Linked DNA regions of Mus musculus: all the other regions are linked to region 3. A link is a contact called in public HiChIP or PLAC-seq data. All regions are on one chromosome and are shown on one strand. The core of a region is the stretch at or near the end of the contact, and the rest is flanking DNA. Distances in the headings are between cores, read along the strand shown. Region 1 has its middle 38 kb from the start of Serp2. Region 2 overlaps 1700105F02Rik (a long non-coding RNA gene). Region 3 overlaps Gm30365 (a long non-coding RNA gene).

Region 1 (2,700 bases), core at 158-2,657, 240 kb before region 3:
CTTGTTTTTTTGAGGCAGAGACTCCCTGGAATCCCAGGATTGCATATTAAGGTAGGGTGTCTACCACTGAGCCCCACAAATCTCCCCCCCCCCCAGTACTAGGGGTTAAATGTGCATGCCAGCATACCCAGCTGCTCACATGGGTATGGGTTATTGGACTCAGGTGTTCATGCTTGCAAGGAAAGCGCTTTCTGCCTAAGCCACCTCTCCAGCCCCATTAGCATGTTTGTTGTTGTTGTTGTTTTGTTTTTATGCTAGAGGTCAGGGAGGTTAATTTAGGCACAGAAATCCCACCAAGAGTCCTGTTGTCTTTCTACACATTTTAATTTTAATCCATGCCTAGAGAGGTTGCATTTTGACTAAGTCAGTCCTATCTGACCTGGAGTTTTGGAACCGGGTAGTGTTCTGAACAACTCCCAAGAAAACGTCTAGTTTACTTCGATGGTCATACAACTTCAAGCTGCATGTATTTAGCCAGAGCTGCTCTTTACTTCAGAGACAGGATTCCAAACTTTCCAGAAAAGGAAATGTCGCAATAGCTTTTTAAAAACAATCAGTTTCGGTATCTCATGGCCACACAGTTGGCATGCTAGTTTTGTTGAGGATCTGAAGTTGCCAACCTCAGAGAAGTGGGACTTAGAGCCTGCCCTTTCTTTTGCATGGCTTGCGTTACTCTTCACCTTCATCTACACGTGGAATCTGTTTCCTGGGAGCAACAGCCCAAAGTCCATCTTCGTGTTTAGCACCCAGGTGAATGCGCTAACGGAGGCCGTCCAGGAGCTTGTTTGACACCGGGTACATGGTTGTGATTGAACATTAAGAAAACCTTGTGGCTGGGCGGTGGTGGCGCACGCCTTTAATCCTAGCACTTGAGAGGCACAGGCAGGCAGATTTCTGAGTTCGAGGCCAGCCTGGTCTACAGAGTGAGTTCCAGGACACTCTCGAACAAACAAACAAACAACAACAACAACAACAAAAACCCAAAAAAACCCAACAAACAAACAAACAAACCCAAACAACAACAACAACAACAACAACAACAAACCTTGTAAGAGGTCAGGCATCAATAGGGTTTTGGTGGACCCAGAAGGGCTCTGTTTCTCCCTTAGCATGTGGTTACAGGGCTAACATGGATGTGTTGTTAGGAGAGATACAGCCCTCCCAGCTGCTTAAATGGGAGAGGTTCTGATGCACAGCAAGGTTTCTCCCAATTCTAAGGCAAATTATCCTTTTTTTTTCTTAGCGTAGTTGGCTTCTTACCAGCTGTTGCGCTTGCAGATGAAGGCCTATTTATCCTGGATGACCTTTTATAAAATGATTTCTTAGAGCATTGGACAGGAAGAGATAGCAGGTGCTCAGAGTCCTATTTTCTTGCAAGGCAATCATATGATGACTCAGGTCGCTGATAAGGAGGTTAGCTAGCAAAGTCGAGGTGTCAAGGATAATATCAAACAAAGAATGTGGACAGCCGCTTACAGAAGAGCTGTTAGTCACTCTGGCCTTCTCTTGTTACTTCTCCAGGCCAACAAGCCCTAAGACAGCGCCTTAAATGGGTACAACTCTAAACTGTACTTCAAATGAAAGTTAAACCGATTATTATGAAGTTGAAAACAGGAAGAGGGAGGGTCAAAATTCTCTAGTGGGCAATGGAGTGAACAAATTTCACCTGTGTGTGCACTTTTACTATAAACCAACTCAGCTCCCAAAGACAGGGGTGTATCTCTCATTAAAGTGTCACTGACTCCTGAACAGCACAGAGGGCCATCTTTAGGTAGACACCGGCAAATCTCTCCAGTTCCCTCCCAACTGTGGGAGCCAAAGTGTCTGTCCATCCTGCTGGGATTTGAACCTCTGAACCTTGGTTTTACAGAGCCAGGAATAGTTTGCACGCTGTTACTTGGCTCATAGCCACTCTTACTCCCTTTCTTATTCCCTTGCCAGGACACAGCAGGCTACTTGTGGGAATTAAAAAAAAAATTAAAGCCAAGTGGAAAAGCAACACTAAACGCTCCAAGATCTTTCCAGAGACCCAAGTAACTACTGGCATTCTCATAAATGGACTATGTTTTTAAGGAAGTCATGGGCTTGGAGCTTTGAAAAGAAAGCAGCGTCCTCACAGTTAAGTGGGTAATGCCTACCCCGGAGCCTCCCAAAGGGCGCTCTGTGAGTCCATACAAGGCTCCTTTACAAGGCCACTGACTAAAACTGGGACTGTTTTCCAAACACAGCTGGCATATTGTAAATGCAAAGCTATAACCAGGGCAAATATTTGCTCGAGGGGCAACTCTGCACAGTATTTGAAGCCAAGGTTGTTGTCAGGAGCTGCACAGGTCTAAATGCTTTGCCAGCTTAGGAGTTGCGGTTCAACCGCCACATTTTCAGCTGTGTGGCAAATAATGGGGGCAACCCTTCACAGCTTGATCTGCAAACATGCTCTACCTGGGTGAGCATGGATTTGAGGTGGTGGTGGGTGGGGCTGTGTTTAGACTTGAATTCAGTGAGTGTTCCTGGGACCCCACCTTCCTCTAAACACTTCCAATTTTTTTCTTTAGGGAAATGACCATTCTCTCTCTCTCTCTCTCTCTCTCTCTCTCTCTCTCTCTCTCTCCTCTCCTCCCCCTTTTTTCCTCCTTCCCCACTCCCATTAGAAAATCTGTAACTGTGTGTTTGATCTAAATAGCTATGAACATTAGCTGAGAA
Region 2 (2,835 bases), core at 312-2,811, 170 kb before region 3:
GGTTGTTGTTGGTTTTCTTGAGACAGGGTTTCTCTGTGTAGTCCTGTCTGTCCTGGAACTCACTCTGTAGACCAGGCTGGCCTTGAACTCAGAAATCCGCCTGCCTCTGCCTCCCAAGGGCTGGGATTAAAGGTGTGCGCCACCACCGCCTGGCAGAGGCAGGGGTAATCTTAAGCCTGTAATGCTGGTAGAAATTGGGGGTCCACTTATTACAGTAACCCTTTGTGTGCCTCCTCCTTGCTATACAATGACCTCAAGGGGCCTGATTTTTTTTTTTGGCCACAGTGACAACATCAACAGAAACCAGCCCCGAGGAAATCCTACCCTTGTAGGGTGGTGGTGCATCAGAGGTTCGGTTGGATGCTGATTAACAAAACTTAGACATATTTGTGTAGAACTCCCAGGGAGCCAGAATCCCAGGGAATCAGGGCTCTTGGCTTCAGTGATTGTCAAATTCCTCCACTCAAAGCTCTGCATGGGAGATATCAGCTGCTTGGGCCTTGAGACCCCCTGAGTTCTCAGCATGGCCCTGTAGTCAGGGGGCCCCTGTAGACACTGAAAATTGGAGGTTAAAACCATTGCTTGGAGTTGATTGATGAAAATATATAAATGTGACATTTCTTGGACTTCAAAAGTTTACCCTTTCATTGTTAACAGAATTTATTTAGAAATACAATTTCCAACAGGGGAAGGGGTGGGCTCTGAGGACATTACACTTTCTAGTATCCACCCTATGACTCTAGGGACTTGAAGAGTTGGCACTGCGTGGGACACAAGAGGAAAATTAAAGCCAATTTTTAGAAGTGAGGGTGGTCGGGTGTGAAGGGGGACTGTGATCCCCCTGAGCCAGGCACGGGAAATGTATCTCTTGTGTCTTCCCACTGATAATCCCCCCAAGATCACATAGCTCGTGAGAGGAATGGAAGAGTGAGCTAGTGTTCTTGCATGTAGCCATTCCCTTTTGCCTCACAACCTATGGGCTAGGAGTGGTGCCAGGTGGCAGATGAAGAGTCCTTTGTGCTTATTAATAGGCAAAGTGCTTTTATTTTTATTATATGCATTTTTTTTGTAGAGATAGTCTCATGTGTCCCAAGCAGGTCTCAAACTTACTATAAAGCTAAGGGTTCTCTTGACCTTCTGGTCCTCTGGTCCCCACTTCCCAAGTGCTAGGATTACAGGTATGCATTACTGCTCCCAGCTTAAGGCAGTGGTAGAATCAAACCTGGGGCATTGCCTATGCTAAGCAAGCACTCCTGAAACCGGGCCACACTCTCAGCCCATTTGTTTTTATTTTTAAAGGTGAGTCTGCACGAGTGCTAACGTGAAAGGGGATTTCTGGAAAATCCTCGGCTCATTTCAGCAATACCAAACAAATCTCCTCTTAGCATATTTTGATTAATCTGAATTTTATTTCAACAACAGGCTTTTAGTAACTAGCCAGTATATCACATTCCTCCCGCATTACCCTGTAACTAAAGCAAATAATCTGACCTGGTGGAGGTAAGGGGAAAACAGCGATGGGGTGTGGCGGGGTGGAATGTCAATAATGTACTTTCCATCCGACCAGAGCAGGACATCCAACCAGAGCGTTCTGGCAGGGCGGATGTGACAGAGGATCTGGCCTCACCTGGTTTGCTTCATTTACATGAAATTTGACTAGGGATTTGGAGAGCATTATTACATTGTTGGGCAATTCCTGTGTGGGTATTAGACTGAGCTTAGTGTTTGTTTATAGGTAAATGCCTCACAAAGATCGCCACAGGTGAGGGTTTAGTGGATGCGACCTAATGGCATTAAAATATAGACGTACATGCATACGCACATGGGCTTTAGTGTACGTATTGGGGTTTTCTGGAGCACTGCTGTGGGATTGAAGATCATATTTTGAGTGTGTTCTCAATGCAGGTAGCAGAGGGCTGGCACAGAGACACCGATGCTTTCTGAGTTTTAATATGATACCCAAATGAATGAGTAGGTGAGTAAGTAGATAGATGGGTAGATAGAAGAAATGAAGGAAGAGAGGAAGGGAGGGAGGGAGGGAGGGAGGGAGGGAGGGAGGGAGGGAGGGAAGAGCAGCTGATGGCTGAGGGAACACAAGTCCTGAGACTAACCCATTTCTTCCCAAGGGACCTGCAGCTTGACTGTTTTCTTCAATCAGAATGGCTGCCTTCAGCAAGCAAATTGCTCCATTCAAATCATCAGGTTGGCTGCTGACCACCCTTTCCCTTAGTATACCAACACTACATTGTATTTCTAATCAATATTTTTCTTTGGATTTGGGGTTTCTGATCAACCCTCTGTCTTAGAGTTCCATTGCTTTGAAGAGACACCATGACCATGGCATCTCTGATAAGGGAAAATGTTTCATTGGGACTGGCTTACAGTTTCAGGGGTGCAGTCCATTGTCGTCATGGCAGGAAGCATGGTGGCATGCAGACAGATGGTGCTAGAGAAGGAGCTGAGAGTCCTACATCCAAGTTGGCAGGCAGCAGGAAGTGAACTTGGTTTGAGCTTCTGAGACCCGAAAACCCTTCCTATAGAAAGAACCTCCTCCAACAAAGCCACACCTACCCCAAGGCCACACCTCCTAATAGTGTGTCACTTCCTATAGGCCAATGGGGGCCATTTTCTTTTAAGCCTGCCTTCCTTCCTTCCTTCCTTCCTTCCTTCCTTCCTTCCTTCCTTCCTTCCTTCCTTCCTCCCTCCCTCCCTCCCTCCCTCCCTCCCTCCCTCCCTCCTTTCCTTCCTTCCTTCCTTCTTTCCTTGTATTCATTTGTTTCATCACCTACTCATTCATTTAAGTATCCATCCCTCTCTTCATATATTAATACCTTA
Region 3 (2,842 bases), core at 265-2,764:
GTAGAGGCTTGGCACACCTGTGGTGGCCTCCTAACTGCTTTATAACCTCAACCCTGGAGACTTCAGGACTCCACAGGCACCTGCACACACATGCACATGCACGTGAGTACACGAGAGAGAGAGAGAGAGAGAGAGAGAGAGAGAGAGAGAGAGAGAGAGAGAGAGAGAATTACACATATTCGTAAATTAAATAAATCTCTTTTAAAGTACCAACATTTCTCAGAGTATAATAGACCAAAAAAGAAAAGAAAAGAAAGAAAAAAAGAGGAAACAAAAGGGACAAGAAAACGGACAAAGATAAATAAAGATTACCCAGTAACTGAAAACTTCATCTCCAAAATTAGATGAAAGTACAAGGAAAGAAAAAACATGGAAGACTTAAAAAATAGAATAAGGTGAAAATACTACTAAAAGTGTAGTGAAATAAAAAAAGGCACAAGGTTTAAAATGGCAAGTGAGAGTGAGGGGCAGCAGGAGTGAAAAGTGGTGGGCCAGAGTGAGAGCGGGGAGAGGGAGGGCAGCGGGAGTGAGGCTGAGCAGGAGAAAGCACAGCTGAGGAGGAGCACGCATTCTCAGTTCAGTTGGTTTCTGGATCCTTGAGCGTATATATGTAGGGTTGGGGGTGGTCCTTTGAACTTGTGGGCTCCAGGCTTTCCTGTGCTTTCTGCTGGTGTTGAACCTGTATGGAGCAAGTCTTCTCAAAGGGTATAGGAGACAACTTATGATGTTTTCCCAAGCTCCTTCCTCCCGTGGATGCGATCATGTTAGGAACTTGCTATCTGTGCGGGCCTCTGTCCTGTTTGGAATAGTTTGAAGGATGTTGCATTAGACTTGTAAGACATCAAAGGTATACATTAGTCTGAACTGAGTGCCTCAGTGACTCATGACTTTGCTCAATACCAGGACCACTCAGTGTAAACACCCGCCACAGTTTGAAGTGGGGAGGCTCTTAAACCAGCTCACAGTTAGTCACAGTCCTCTGGAAGGCCAAGCCTGGTCTATGCTAACCCCCTCCCATTATCTCTAAGGAAACAAAACCCGGAGGGAGGGAGGGAGGGAGGGACGTGTGAACATCAATCACACAGCTTGTATTTCAGATTCATTTCTATGGGTTTTCATTGGAGGAGAAGACAATGGGGGTGAGGGAGTCTGTATTTTAACAATGGAGACCTGTGAAGGAAAGTCTCTCTGTCTCTGTCCCCCTCCCTCCCTTTCTCCCTCCCTTTCTCCCCTGGTCCATGCTCATACCTGAGCGTGAAGCCCTTGAGTTCACAGGAGTTTTGGAGTTTTAGACTTGATCATTGTTACAGGCTTTGATTTGTTTTATTTGCTCTGAGAAAATTCCTTCTTCTTCTTCTTCCACATGGCCCCAAATAGCCGATTGAGACATGTGGCCCAAGACTTCCTTTTAACAACTCATTATGTTGTTGCTTTTTCTAGACTCTGATTGAAGAAATAAAGTGAGCTAGAGTTCATGACTAATAGAACCTTACCTCCATTCTGACCCCAACTCATGAGCCAATCACTTCTACATGTTCTCATACTGACACATACGTCAGAGGCTTTGATGTGAAGCTGCACTGAATCAGGGACCTCGATTTCAATGCCCAGATACATTCGACATAATCACCCAGTGCAATAACCTTTACTTTCCCATCTGTAAAATGAGTTCAATGTTAGGAACAGTGTTCTTCATACAAAATGGATGTAAGCAGATTGCTAAAGGCTGTGACACATGACTTAGTGGATTATCATTTTATAATGGAAAATTTTAGAAACCTATGAGCTGCCCAAAGCATTGCTGATAATTTATTATTAATGACATCTAAAATCTCCAGCCCTGCAGGAAGCTTCAAGCATCATTACTGCCTTACATTTTGCTTTCGGTTAATGGACAGCCATATTTCACTGTCATTTTCATGGCTAGCAAGATAGCACAGATGAATAATTTTAACAAAATATAGAACAGGCAATGACACATTCCAGATGCTGTCACTTTTATTAATTAGATGACCAACTTCGGCATTGTAAGAACCAAGTTTCCTGAACACATCTAGTGTCCCTCGTATGTCCTTGACATCAACACACTCTCTCTATCCAACTCTCAGAAGCAAGGATCAGAAAACATTGGACTTAGCCCTTTCATGTTTAAAAAAACTAAAATTCAGAATCAATCAGTAATTGAGAAGAAAACCCTCTGGGTAATAAGGCCTGGTAATAGGTGTTCAAGTAAAGGCTGGTCTTGATGGGACAACCCCTTTACCACAGCACTTGGAAAGCAGAGGCAGTAAGATCTCTGTGAGTTCAAGGCCAGTCAGGGTTACTTGATGGGCTCCTGAAAACAAAACGAAACAAACAAAACCAAAATCATGTTGGAGCTGTAGAGGCTAAGTAGTAAAGAGTGTGTAGTGTTTTTGAAGCAGACCTGAGTTTGATTCTAAGGACTAAGATCTGGCAGATGATGACCAAATGTAACTCCAGCTCCTGGAGTCTTAAAAGCCTCTTTTGTCCTCCATGGAAATGTGCATTCAAGTGCACATATACCTCCTCAATTCACAAATACATATAATTAAAACAACAACAACAAAATAAATCATTAAAAAGCTCAAGTAATAGCAGGGGCTTCTGATCACATGAGGACAGCATCCTTAAGGGTTAAGATGAGGATGCTGCTTTGAGATCATCAAAGAAGGATTTTCTTCTAGAAGCTTTTCATAGGAAGAGAATATGCCTCGGAGATGTCGAATCACAGCTCTTAGTAAGAACCACCTATTAGCCTATGGTCTAGGAACATCTAGACCAAGCCCAGTTGCACATGTGCATGTCCCCTGATTTGTGATTG

Evidence for each region. HiChIP or PLAC-seq counts read pairs in DNA pulled down with a chosen protein or histone mark.
Region 1: a FOXA1 HiChIP or PLAC-seq map of pancreatic cancer cells shows a contact between it and region 3. The contact joins two enhancer-like sites. A contact is called at or near these places in 3 of 484 Hi-C or Micro-C datasets (bone marrow-derived macrophages and liver), 2 of 115 datasets of contacts at active chromatin or transcription factors (craniofacial prominence and pancreatic cancer cells) and 1 of 9 other capture datasets (embryonic stem cells).
Region 2: a contact with region 3 is called in a FOXA1 HiChIP or PLAC-seq map of pancreatic cancer cells. The contact joins two enhancer-like sites. A contact is called at or near these places in 1 of 484 Hi-C or Micro-C datasets (Th1 cells) and 3 of 115 datasets of contacts at active chromatin or transcription factors (embryonic stem cells, heart atrium and pancreatic cancer cells).

What each region holds. Positions count from the first base shown.
Region 1 is chr14:76,593,299-76,595,998 of GRCm38.p6, forward strand. No RefSeq gene overlaps it. Among named protein-coding and RNA genes, the nearest start is that of Serp2, 38 kb to the left of the region's middle. Within about 2 kb of position 1,408, at least 31 of the 459 cell types and tissues checked have an H3K27ac peak or open chromatin away from gene starts, as enhancers often do. A contact at or near this core is called in pancreatic cancer cells, where this site is marked.
Region 2 is chr14:76,661,515-76,664,349 of GRCm38.p6, forward strand. The region is part of intron 2 of 1700105F02Rik (a long non-coding RNA gene); the gene reads right to left. Among named protein-coding and RNA genes, the nearest start is that of 1700108F19Rik, 15 kb to the right of the region's middle. Within about 2 kb of position 1,562, at least 100 of the 459 cell types and tissues checked have an H3K27ac peak or open chromatin away from gene starts, as enhancers often do. A contact at or near this core is called in pancreatic cancer cells, where this site is marked.
Region 3 is chr14:76,833,382-76,836,223 of GRCm38.p6, forward strand. It overlaps Gm30365 (a long non-coding RNA gene), which reads right to left. Exons shown (of 3, transcript XR_383623.4): 2 at 1,249-1,443; 3 at 1-796. Among named protein-coding and RNA genes, the nearest start is that of Gm30365, 3.0 kb to the right of the region's middle. Within about 2 kb of position 1,515, at least 27 of the 459 cell types and tissues checked have an H3K27ac peak or open chromatin away from gene starts, as enhancers often do. A contact at or near this core is called in pancreatic cancer cells, where this site is marked.